Linked DNA regions of Mus musculus: region 1 is linked to region 2. Evidence: chromatin contacts called from public HiChIP or PLAC-seq data. All regions are on one chromosome and are shown on one strand. The core of a region is the stretch at or near the end of the contact, and the rest is flanking DNA. Distances in the headings are between cores, read along the strand shown.

Evidence for each region. HiChIP or PLAC-seq counts read pairs in DNA pulled down with a chosen protein or histone mark.
Region 1: an H3K27ac HiChIP or PLAC-seq map of microglia shows a contact between it and region 2, with 4 times the contacts expected there. The contact joins the promoter of Mogat2 here to the enhancer-like site in region 2. A contact is called at or near these places in 3 of 39 promoter capture datasets (the 3T3-L1 cell line, cranial neural crest and liver), 5 of 484 Hi-C or Micro-C datasets (Sertoli cells, brain, conventional dendritic cells and 2 more), 3 of 115 datasets of contacts at active chromatin or transcription factors (craniofacial prominence, embryonic stem cells and microglia) and 2 of 9 other capture datasets (adipose tissue and embryonic stem cells).

What each region holds. Positions count from the first base shown.
Region 1 is chr7:99,234,680-99,240,338 of GRCm38.p6, reverse strand. Mogat2 (monoacylglycerol O-acyltransferase 2) reads left to right here and starts at 1,728. Exons shown (of 6, transcript NM_177448.4): 1 at 1,728-1,864. The coding sequence starts at 1,774.
Region 2 is chr7:99,127,197-99,132,794 of GRCm38.p6, reverse strand. All of the region lies in intron 1 of Uvrag (UV radiation resistance associated gene), which reads left to right. Among named protein-coding and RNA genes, the nearest start is that of Uvrag, 11 kb to the left of the region's middle. Within about 2 kb of position 3,619, at least 66 of the 459 cell types and tissues checked have an H3K27ac peak or open chromatin away from gene starts, as enhancers often do. A contact at or near this core is called in craniofacial prominence, microglia and reprogramming fibroblasts, where this site is marked.

The sequences.
Region 1 (5,659 bases), core at 479-2,978, 110 kb before region 2:
TTCTTCTTCTTCTTCTTCTTCTTCTTCTTCTTCTTCTTCTTCTCCTTCTCCTTCTCCTTCTCCTTCTCCTTCTCCTTCTCCTTCTCCTTCTCCTTCTCCTTCTCTTCTTCCTCTTCATTTTCTTCCTCCTTCTCCTCCTCCTCTTCCTCCTCCTCCTCTTCTTTTTCTTCTTCTTCTCCTTCTTCTCTCTCTCTGTCTCTCTCTGTCTCTGCCTTTCTCTGTCTCTACTCCCTAAAATCCCCTCCCTATGCCCTAAACAAACTCTATTCTATACTATACCAGTAGTATGGCTGGTATCTCAGAGGGAAAGGATACCTCAGCATAGGCCTGCAGAGGCACTACCCCTACATCATACTGAGCCTCTGCTAAACATATCCTGGTTCCCTGGTTCTTCTTCTTCTTCTTCTTCTTCTTCTTCTTCTTCTTCTTCTTCTTCTTCTTCTTCTTCTTCTTCTTCTTCTTCTTCTTCTTCTTCTTCAACATAAAACACAACAGGTGTGGCTGGAGGAAAACAATAACTCTAAGGAAACTCTGGCTATAACCTCAGCAACTCAGGAAGTGAAGTTGTCCTTTGCCATGGTGTGAAAGAGTCGAGCTGACCCAGGCAGGGGATGAAAGTTGAGTTCAGTGAGACGTACAAGCTATGATGGATGGTCAAGGAACCACCTGGATCTTCAAGTCTAGACGTGGGGCAGAGAGACAGGAAACAAGCCACCAGCCTGAACACAACCTTCAAGGGGCAAGAGGAATCAAGGATTAGTGGTGTTCACCTCTCATCCCAACTCTTGGGAGGCAGAGACTAGAGGCCAGCTTGATCTACAGTAGGCAGAACAAAGGAGTCCTAGGAAAAGTAGCTTGGGAGCCGAGAGGCAAAAGTGGAGGGAGAGTGTAAGGATCTAAGGTGACTGAGCCTGCTGACCAAAGGAGATGAGCAACCTGACTGTCAGCTTGAACCTGTGAGCAGAGTTTGTGGAATGTTGTAAACGTGTAACGTGTGGAGCTGAGGACCTACACGGTGTGGGGGATGGAAAGACCCTGAACGCAGCCCTGCTGAGTTCTACTGGTTAGTTACAGAGGGAAGGCAGACAGAGGAGATATGGGCACAGGGCTTTCTGATGCCAACTGTCGCAGCTTGTTTGTGAAGGAAGAGCAGAGCAGTGGACCTGTGAGAAAGTGAGGGGATCATTGGGCAGGGCTGAGGGGTCACCACTCCGGTCTCCTTGGGCTGTGGTTCTCAACTTCCTGATGCTGCGACCCCTTAGCACAGTTCCTCATGTTGTGGTGACCCCCCCCCCCAACCATAAACTTATTTGTGTTGTTACTTCATAACTGTAATTGTATTACTGTTATGAATGGTAATGTGAATATCTGATATTCAGGATATCTGATATGCGACCCCTGTGAAAGGATCATTTGACACCCCCTGGGGTCGTGACCCATAGGTTGAGAAGCACTGCCCTTGGGGTTTCACCTCTTTGCGCCCTACCTTGAGCAGATTCTAGAGGGTGGGAATAGTGGTTTGGCAGATAAGGCATTGCCTAAGAGAACTGATAAGGATGAAAGAGGTTTCTCTTCCGCCTTTAGCCTGGTCTAGGCAGAGGGATTACAAGGTACGGGGAAAAAAGGATGTGGCGTGGGCGGAGCAGGAGGGCCCTGGAGCTGGGCTGGGCTGGGCTGGGCTGGGCTGGGGCTGGACTGGGGCTGGCCTGGCCTGGCCCTGCCCCTTCAACCTAGAGCAAAGCCCGTGTGTAGAGCCTCCTGAGCCAGCTCAGCATGGTGGAGTTCGCCCCCCTGTTGGTACCATGGGAGCGCAGGTTACAGACCTTCGCGGTCCTTCAGTGGGTCTTCTCCTTCCTGGCCTTGGGTAAGAGGGTAGCCGCGGGCACACGGGAAGGGCAGGGCAGCCTCAGCGGGAGCACAGGATGCTTAATGGAGAGATTCAGGAGGGGGCTTTGCTGGGGTCTTCCAGAGCCTCGTGTGGGTATGTCTCCCATGTCTTAAGCAGTCTTCAGTTTCCTGGACTTTTGGGACCGCTGCATCCAGGCTTTAGCTGCAAGCTGCTGAGGGCGGGGAAGCACCCGAGGCTGGGTGGCTATGCCTCTGAGAGGGAAGCTCTCCAGTTTACCTTTCGGAAAAAGGGAGCTGGAACTGAGGCCAGGAGAGAAGGGACCGGCCTCTGCTTCCCCAGCTGCATGGTGGGGATGCCAGTGTCACCCTATGGGGGAACTTGTAGAGAAAATGCAGAAAGCTGGGAACTTCTATGAAAGGCAGATCTGACCTGGCTCCTGAGGTGTGGCTCTGTCCCTCTCCACCCTGTAGATGCTCCAGCACCGCTGTGGACCGGGAAGGAAGAGTGGCTGGGAGCACGGGAGGGAGCCTTATCTCCTTTGTTGGTACTAGACTGGGGAAGGACTGCCACCCCAGGACTCAGATTCAGCCCGAGTCCAGATACTACTGCCTGTCAAGACAGTCACATGCTCAGTGCATGCTTCACACACACACACACACACACACACACACACACCCCTCGGGTAACACACGTGTATACGTGTGTATGTGTTCCCACCTCACAATGTTTCATCTATATGGTTTATTCCTGCAAAGTGGGCTTTCCAGGATCACACACCTTTAGCACCCATTTTAAATGGGTCTGTACCTCTGTTCCAGGGTCGGTTACCATTTTAAGTACCCCTGGTAACAACCAAGCAGAGGAATTGCATATTTGAAAGGCCCAGGCTGTGAATCAGGAGCCTGGCAACTGCTCCTTCCAGAGGAAGAAGGGATGGGGGATGGGCAGAGGGCCTGGGAGGAGGTGTGGATACAAGACAGAGATGGCGGGTATAGAAAACAGAGGGCAGGCAACCTAAGCCCAGGGATGGCTTGGGTCAAAGGGCTCCGGAGACCCAGAGCCATGTAGTTTACAGCCACAACCTCACAGGGTCTAATGGACACCAGGCTCGGGTTGCCTCCTGTGTCCTTGAGGACAGGAGTTATGTCTGACTGGGTGAACCTACCCCATCCTTGCAGCCTGGGCCTGGGCCTGCTCTTACATAGACCTGGCAAGACCGAGGAGTGGAGCACAGAAATCAGGGCTCCCCTGAGCCAGGAGAGGACCGACTGGTGCAATTTGAGAAAAGGGTTCTGGGCTCTTTCATGCCAAGAGGGGGAAGTTTTACTTTACCCCTTATCCTGAGGGCAAAGGAGAACAATAGACTCAGCAGGGAAGTGACGAGGTCCAGTCTGGTGTTAAAGGTCCCCTTGCCTGCTGTGTGGGGGATGGGGAGATCAAAGGCGACCAGAGTCTCCACCAGTAGTCAACAAATCAGGGCCAAGACCAGCCCAAATGGTTTTTTTGTTGTTGTTTTAAGTCACAAATTCTGAAATGTCTAAAGTATTTGCTGTCTTGCCTCATTTTTTACCTGGTGATGATGGCGGTGATTTTGGGGCTGAAGGAATGGCCTCAGTGTCTCCAAGGCATGAGGATCTGAGTTTGATCCCCAGAACCTCTGTAAAAAATGTCAGGCATGGTGACACAAACTTGTAATCTTAGCAGAATCAGGAAGACCCCTAGAGCTTGCTGGGGAGGTAGCCTAGCCTAATGGGTGATCTTCAGGCTAGTGAGAGATACTGTCTCAAAAGAAGGTGGAAAGCTTTCCTCTGGCCTTCACACTCATGCATACATGTGGGTGCACACACCCACCCACAGGTGAACATACACACACGTGTCAAAACAGAGAAGTAAGCGGAGGCAGTATGGTGTGTTGCTCACAGACCACTACTTAAGGGAAGTTTTACAGAATAGTGAGGTTTGGGCTGGGGACATGAGTTTGTCAGTGAAGCACTTGCTGCATAAACGTAGGATTAGAGTTTGGATACTGTCTTAGGGTTTCACTGCTGTGAACAGACACCATGACCACAGTAGCTCTTAGAAAAGCATTTAAGTGGGGCTTGCTCACAGTTCAGAGGTTCAGTCCATTGCCATCATGGAGGGAAGCTTGGCAGCGCGCAGGCAGACATGGTGCTGGAGAGGTAGCACTAGGCCTGGCTTGAGCGTCTGATTTGGTGTTGGTGGCCTGCCTATAAGATCAACACAAAGGAAGCAGAGACAAGAGCCCTAGAGCAAGCTGGCTAGCTAGGCTAGTCCAATCATCAGTGAGCCCTGGATGAGAGAGAGAGAGAGAGAGAGAGAGAGAGAGAGAGACTCTGTCTCAATACCAGAGAGTCACAGAGGGATAAAAAAAATAAAGGTAAAGGCCAGGGAGTGATAGAGGAAGACACACTGGCACCTGAACACACATGTGCCCACATATGAACATACATATATATGAACATACATACATACATACATACCCACAAACCACATACACATCAAGAAGAAATACAATGTGATTCTAAAGCCCGCCAGCACTCAGTTTCCCAGGCAGGGAAGTAGCTGGGGAAGTCAATTAGGACCAGGCACCAAAGGCTCAGGCCCCAAGCCAAATGCTTTCCAGATGGGCTACTCATTGCTTCTGTGTCTTTCCTCTCTCACATCTCTCTCGTGGGGGGGGGGTAAGATTCCTCAGTCTTGGTCCATGCTGTTCCTAGATGTTTTTTGTTTTATATTTTATATTGTTGAATGAATGAATGGTTTGAGCCAAGCACTGAATCTCAGGTATTACCCTGCTAGCTTGCTATATGACCTTAGCCAGTGTGCATATACTGAGTCTCTAAAATGTGGGGGTTTAAGACAGACATGATGACACGAGCCTTTGATTCCAGGACTTGGGAGGCAGAAGCAGGTAGATTTCTGAGTTCAAGGCCAGCCTGGTCTACAGAGTGACTTCTAGGACAGCCAAGGCTACAAACAGAGAAACCCTGACTCAAAAACAAAACAAAACAAAACAACAAAAGGTAGGGGTTTTAAAACCTCAGGCTTAGCTGGGCATAGAGGCATATCCCTTTGATCCCAGCACTTGCGGTCTCTGTGAGTTCAAGGCCAGCCTGGTGTGCATAGTGAGTTCTAGAGCAGCCAGAGCTACATTGTAAGACCCTGTTTTAAAAAACCAAAGCAACAATAACAAAAGAAACTGCAAGCTTTTAAAGACCGGGTAAAGGAAGGAAGGAAGGAAGGAAGGAAGGAAGGAAGGAAGGAAGGAAGGAAGGGCTTTCTTCCTAAATTACCAAGCAAAGCCATCTATCTGTGTTTGCTGTTAACAGGGCAGAGAAATAGGCCTGGAGCCAGGATGGCCACGTGGACTTCTAGTTGAGGGGAAAGCCCTCTGTTCTTTCCTAAGCTTTTTTTTTTTTCTTTCTGCAAAAGCAACTCATTCAAACATCATTGAACCCTTAAGTAAAAGACTTCCCACATTCCTCCCCTCCAGGCAGCCACTGTCTAACTGTGAAGTTTTCTTCCTGAGAGAGGGTCTTATCAAATAGGAGCCACTGCAGAGACTTTTGGGTTAACCAAAAGGGAAAGAGCTGTTGCTGTTTTATTGTTTTATTTTTAAGGTTAAAACGCTGGGGTTCGGCGGGGAGGGTTGGGAATGTGCTTGTTGTGCAAGCGTGAGAGCCTGAGTTGATTCCCCAAGCCCACGCACCAAGCTGGGTACGGCGGCACACTCCAGTAAGTCCAGCTCCGGGAAGACAGGGGGATCAGGGTACCCCTGCCAGTCATCCT
Region 2 (5,598 bases), core at 2,370-4,869:
TCAAGGGCAGGGCTGGACGCTCACTCCGCTCCTGTCCCAGGGCTGCTCTTCCTGTTCTGGTTCTGGTGCTTTATCAAGCCTGTCCAGTTTTGAATATTTTGAATATTCCTAGGAACATCGAATTCTCTACCTCCTTAAGTTTCGGAAAGAGCCAACATCTGGTGTCTGTGGTTTTTCTCCACGCCAGCAGTTTGATTCTGTGTAATATTTAGCACTGATTGCTGTAGACGTTAGTTGTAATGTTATTAGGCATTTTATAAAACTGAAAGCTAAGCAAGTGGGTTTGTTGAGGCTAAGATAAGTAACCCTGAAGTTGAGCATTAGAACCCTGCACTCAGTGGTCCATGGAAATAGGTAGCATTTCTTCGTGTTATGGTGGTTAGAATATCCTAAGAGGTGTGGCCAGACCTTTTAAAATAACAAGATATATCAGGAAGCTGACACTAGTGTCTGCCTTTGGTTTCAGTCCTTAAGTTCTTAAGTAAGGAAAAAAGGGAACAAATAACAGAAATTGGGAATTGGGCTTCAGGTTTGTTTTCCTATGAAAAACTTGGTGATCTTTACCACGACTGTAGTTTGAACTCTTAAGTAACTCCGTTGTTTATATTAGCCAATTCTGTGTGCTGAGTGGGAAAGCCATCCGGGTGGCCATTTCTCCAGTAGATACTTGTGAAGTGCCTTTTGACTGTGTGAGCACTGGACCCGACCAGGAATGTCTGCATTCTGCCAGCCAGACTGTGTCTTTGAGAGGATATGGAGTATTTTCTTCTTCAATTCCAAACATTCTTTGTAAGAGAGCTAATCTAGGAAACCGTTAAAAAGTCTTCAAAATGAAAATAGTTTTATTTAGACTTAGAAGGAATATTTAAAATGTCCCTTTCGAAAAGAGGAAAGTCCTTGGGAATATTGTTACTACTTAAATGTTAACTTCCTGGCCCATGAGGAGCCTGCCCAGCTTTGATTCATGGGTGTAGTTACAGAACCACACTCGTTACTTGTGTGTTGTACACATAGGGAGGTACTTTGGGCTTTTTTTTTTTTTTTTTTCCATGAAGTGACTAAACAGAGTTTATTCTATGTGGAAGATTTTCAGGATGGATAGGAAAATAAAGAGCCCGCTGCCTCTCTACTCTGTTATCTCTGCCAAAAAAACATCAGTTACTTATTAGGTTTGTAGAATTGCAGAGTTTGTTTTCTTTTTAAAAATATTTTAAATTACATAATTATTGATTTATTTCTGTACCTATTTGGTGGCAGTAGAACCACTTTTGTGAGTCACTTCTCTTCGGCCATGTAGGCCCTGGAGTGGCCTCGGGTTGTCAGCCTTTGTGGAAACAACCATCTTGTCCTTCTTTTTCCCCCTCTTTTGCTCTTTTTTTTTTTGTTTTGTTTTTTTGTTTTTTGTGGCAAAGTTTCTCTGTGCCCTGGAACTCTTGCTGTAGCTCAGGCTGGCTTCGAACTCTGAAAGATCTGCCTGCCTCTGCCTCCTGAGCACTGGATTAAAGAGGTCTGTACCACCACCCAGGCTCTTGGTTTGTTTAGTTTTTAGATAGGATCTCAGCCCATGCTGGTCTGGAACTCGCCATGTAGTTTAGCGTGGCCTCAAATTCCTATCAGCCCTCATGTGTCAGTCACCTTCGTGCAGGGGTAACCGGCCTTTGCCATCCTTCCCAGGTGTTACTGCTCGACTGGTTCTAAGACTGAGATCCGGCTGAGGGGTTTTTACCCCTCTGTCCTACTGACCCATTCTCTCACAGTTGATGGTTTGCCTGGCTCCTTGGTTCAGTTCTGCAGCTGTTTACCTGGAGTTAGTCTTAGATCTTGGAAGTTGAAGGTTGATCCTTATAAAACTTTTGCTTCAGACTGCTGTTGCAACTCTTAGGCTACCTATACTTCAGATGTGAGCAGGGAGCTCCCATGCCCCTCGCCCACAGTTCAGTTATTTGCAGCAATAGCTCCTGGAAATCAGCAAACCAGCTTACTTACAGCACACAGCACTAGAAGTCCCATGGTAAGGTGTGGGGAAGGGTCTGGGCTTGTGTAACCTGCTGGGTATCCCACCCTCTCTGTGGCCCCATTATGCTCAGCTCACGATGTCCTGCGTCTGTTGCTCAGGATTCACAGTAATTCTGTTAACTCAGGCAGGCTTGAGTAAACAGTCCTCTCTGCCTCCTCCAGCCTCCAGTCCTCCTCCAGCCTCCAGTCCTCCTCCCCATTCAGGTAGGAAGCTCCTGCTCTCTAATCATGCCTTGTCCGTTTGTGCAGAAGCTCTCTGCGGCTTATATTCCAATTTAGTTAGTTGATTGTGTGCCCTTTGCCGCTCACTTTCCGTGGCTCACATTCCAATTTAGCTAGCTGACCACATGTCCTTTTCAGAACATCTCTGGTATTAGCTTTCTGTTACAATGAAGAAAGAAGAAAAGAAGAATCAATTATGAAAAGGGTGGGCTTTTGGAAATTTGGAGTTAGGAGGCTTCAATCCATGACCTCATTGCTTGCCCTTATGGTGAAACAGCCTGGACTCTGTGAGCACAGCAGCTCAAAGCTGTCCCTCCTGACTGGGGAACCCCAACATCCCTTTAAGGGTGCATGCCCTAAAGACTCTGCTAAATCTGAGCTCCTGAAGTTTGTCACACTTCCCAGTGGTGCTATCCCAGGGACCAAGCCATTAACACACAGGCCTTTGGGAATGTTCTAGACCTGGTCTCTGGTTCCCTTCAGTTCAGGATCCAGCTGCCATCCAGGTTTAGTCAATTTATAAACAAAGAACACAGGCTTTGCCTTTTAAAAGTGTCAAGGCTAGGGATGGTGTGGCTCAGTGGTAAATCCCTTACCTAGCTTGCATGAAGCCAGTGGGTTCAGTTCCAGCAGAGAGAGAGAGAGAGGGAGAGAGAGAGGGAGAGAGAGAGAGAGAGAGAGAAGAGGAAGGAGGAAGAGAAGAAGAGAGAGAGAGAGAGAGAGAGAAGGAAGGAGGAAGAGAGGGAGAGAGAGACCAAACAACCCAAAACCCCTCCTGTTGCTGGGCATGGTGGTGCACACTTATGATCCCAGTTCTTGGAACTTTTTGAGTTCCTTTTGCAGTAATGGTATTCAGAGGTGTTGCTAGCAAATCACAAGTAGTTAGGAGATAATAAAATGATCTGGTTTATTACGATATGGTATGCAAGGAGAAGATTTGTGATTGCTGGAGGTTTGGGGCCCTGTGCTTGTTTATGAAGCTTAGAATGAGCGGAACAAGAGGACCTCGCTACGTAAAGGAGCATGGGTTAAATTTCTAAGAAAGGATGCAGCCGGAGTAAGGAGAAGTCAAAGTTCTGCCTTAGAAATACCAAGTTCTGGCTTACGGTAGTCTCTGCCTGGGATCAGCATGTCCATGCTAAATGCATCTCAGTGCCTCGAATCTTCCTAAGGAGTTGTCTAGAGCTTGATAGTAGGACCTGAACTTTAGTTTTCAGAATCGGAAGTTGATAACACAGGCGGAACCGTGTATGCCTGCCATGCTCGGAAGACAGTGGATGGACACTGCTGGCTGTTGTAACTGGGTAGAATACATGAGACCCAAAAGGCCAAGAGGCCTCACAGGTTTTGAAGCCGGGTGTCTCAGGGGCAAGCTTGGTGCACCCATCTGGGAGATCAGGCCCAGTTTCACTTTTGCTTCTTACTAACAGTGTGAAGTGAGTACTCCCTGCTTTGATTCGGGCTTTCTCATTAAAAAATAAGTCTGGATGCTGTAGATCTCTGCTTCCATCGAAAACATGCATTTGAAGTACCCGGTGACAAAGAATAAGGGATCTACTTGAGTAGGTCATTGCTGTGCTAGGACCTAGGGTCTGCATGAGGAACACATTCGCTGGTGGTGCAGGGTCCCCTGGCTTAGATGACTTTCAGAGGCCTCTCTGGTCTGCAGTTCTGGAATTCTAGTCATTGACTGTTTTGGGTCTGAGGTCTGTTTTCCTTCTCTTTTCTCATCAATATGAAGATAGCTGAGTTCTAGCCTGTCTCTTTCCTTCAGTCAGCCATGTACTTCCCTGACAGCCCCGCCCCTAACAGCCCCGCCCCCATCTGTCTATCAGCTTATTTTCATAAAGTTCCTCACTGTTTCTGCAGGGCCTTCACACCCATTGCTTTATTCTCCAACAAGCCACATAGGTGCACGGATGGACATGTCTACACTCTGCAGGAAGGGACACAGCCAGTGGTTGCTCACTAGCGTGTATAGAGCATCCCTCAAGTTCAGGGTTACTGTAACCTGAGCTTTCACTGTGTTGCACTTCTACAGGGAATGGCTGTTACATATGTCTCCATTTAAAGATTTATTGCAAGGGGGCTGGAGAGAGATGGCTTTTGGGACCTTGAAAAGCAGCTTGTTTTCTGGGTGAGCTAGGGTTAAACCCCGGAGACCCAGCAGATAACTCTGCAAGGTATGGAAGGAAGTTTGTCATGCTCCCAGACACCAGGCTCCTGACATGAGGGCCCAGCTCCTTAATTCTGTGGCCATTAGTCAGGTAGGGCACCGCCCCAAGCTCCTGGTATTCTGTCTGGACTCCACGCCCACAGTTACCTAGCAACAGCCAGGTAGGCCTGGCCCACTATGAAAGGGGCTGCTGGCCCCCTCCTCCCTCTCTTACTCCTGTTTCCCTCTTGCTTCTCTCTTGCCCTCTTGTTCCCCCTCTCTCTGCATTCCCTTCCTCCCTGCATTCCCTTCCCCCCTCTCTCCACGTGGCCATGGCCGGCCTCTTCTTCTCTACTTTCTCAGCCTCTACTACCCTCTTAGCTCCCCTTTCAGCCATGACAATAAACACCTTTAAACCATGGACTGCCTCTTCTTATTGGACGGCACATCTAATATCCTTGTGCTCTCAGACTTGTTTCCCATTAAGCCAAGCAAACTAAGGACTCTCCTCTGTGGGAACCAGCTGGAGCGCTCTCCTGCCCTTTTCCCTCTGGCCAGGGCTAGTGCCCGCCCTCAGGCACCCACTCTGTTCTCAGCTCTTCCAAGGCATTCAGCGGCACCTGTGGTGCCCAAGAGTGAGAACCTGCCGTCCCTGGTCTCTGTGCAGGCTGGGGACCCCAGAGCCAGCTCTTGCGGTGTCTGTGGTACCCTAGAATCCAAGCCGAACTCCAGCAGTTCAGCGGGGAACTCTGACTATGCTTCCCAACTCCTGGAGCGGGGTCCTGCAGCTTCCCGAAGCCAGCCTGGCAGCCTGGGGTGCTTGCAGTCAGACTTCCTGTGTCCAATCCCGCCTCCATGAGTGGCCCTGTGGTGGAACAGCCGCGGGACACCATTCTAACCCACAATGGCTCAGCAGTTAAGAGCACTGGCTGCTCTTCTGGAGGATGTGGGTTCAATTCCCAGTCCTCCAGGGCAGCTCACAACTGTTAACTCTAAGATCTGACAACCCTCACACAGACACACATGCAGGCAAAACATCAATGCATGTAAAATAACAATAAATAATTTAACAAAGAGATTTATTGCCCTCTTCACTTTTCTTTCCCCACAAGACAAGGTTTCTCTGTTTAGCCTGGCTTCCCTGGAACTCTTATCTGTATACTAGTCTGGCTTAGAACTCACAGAGAGCCACTTGCCTTAGCCTC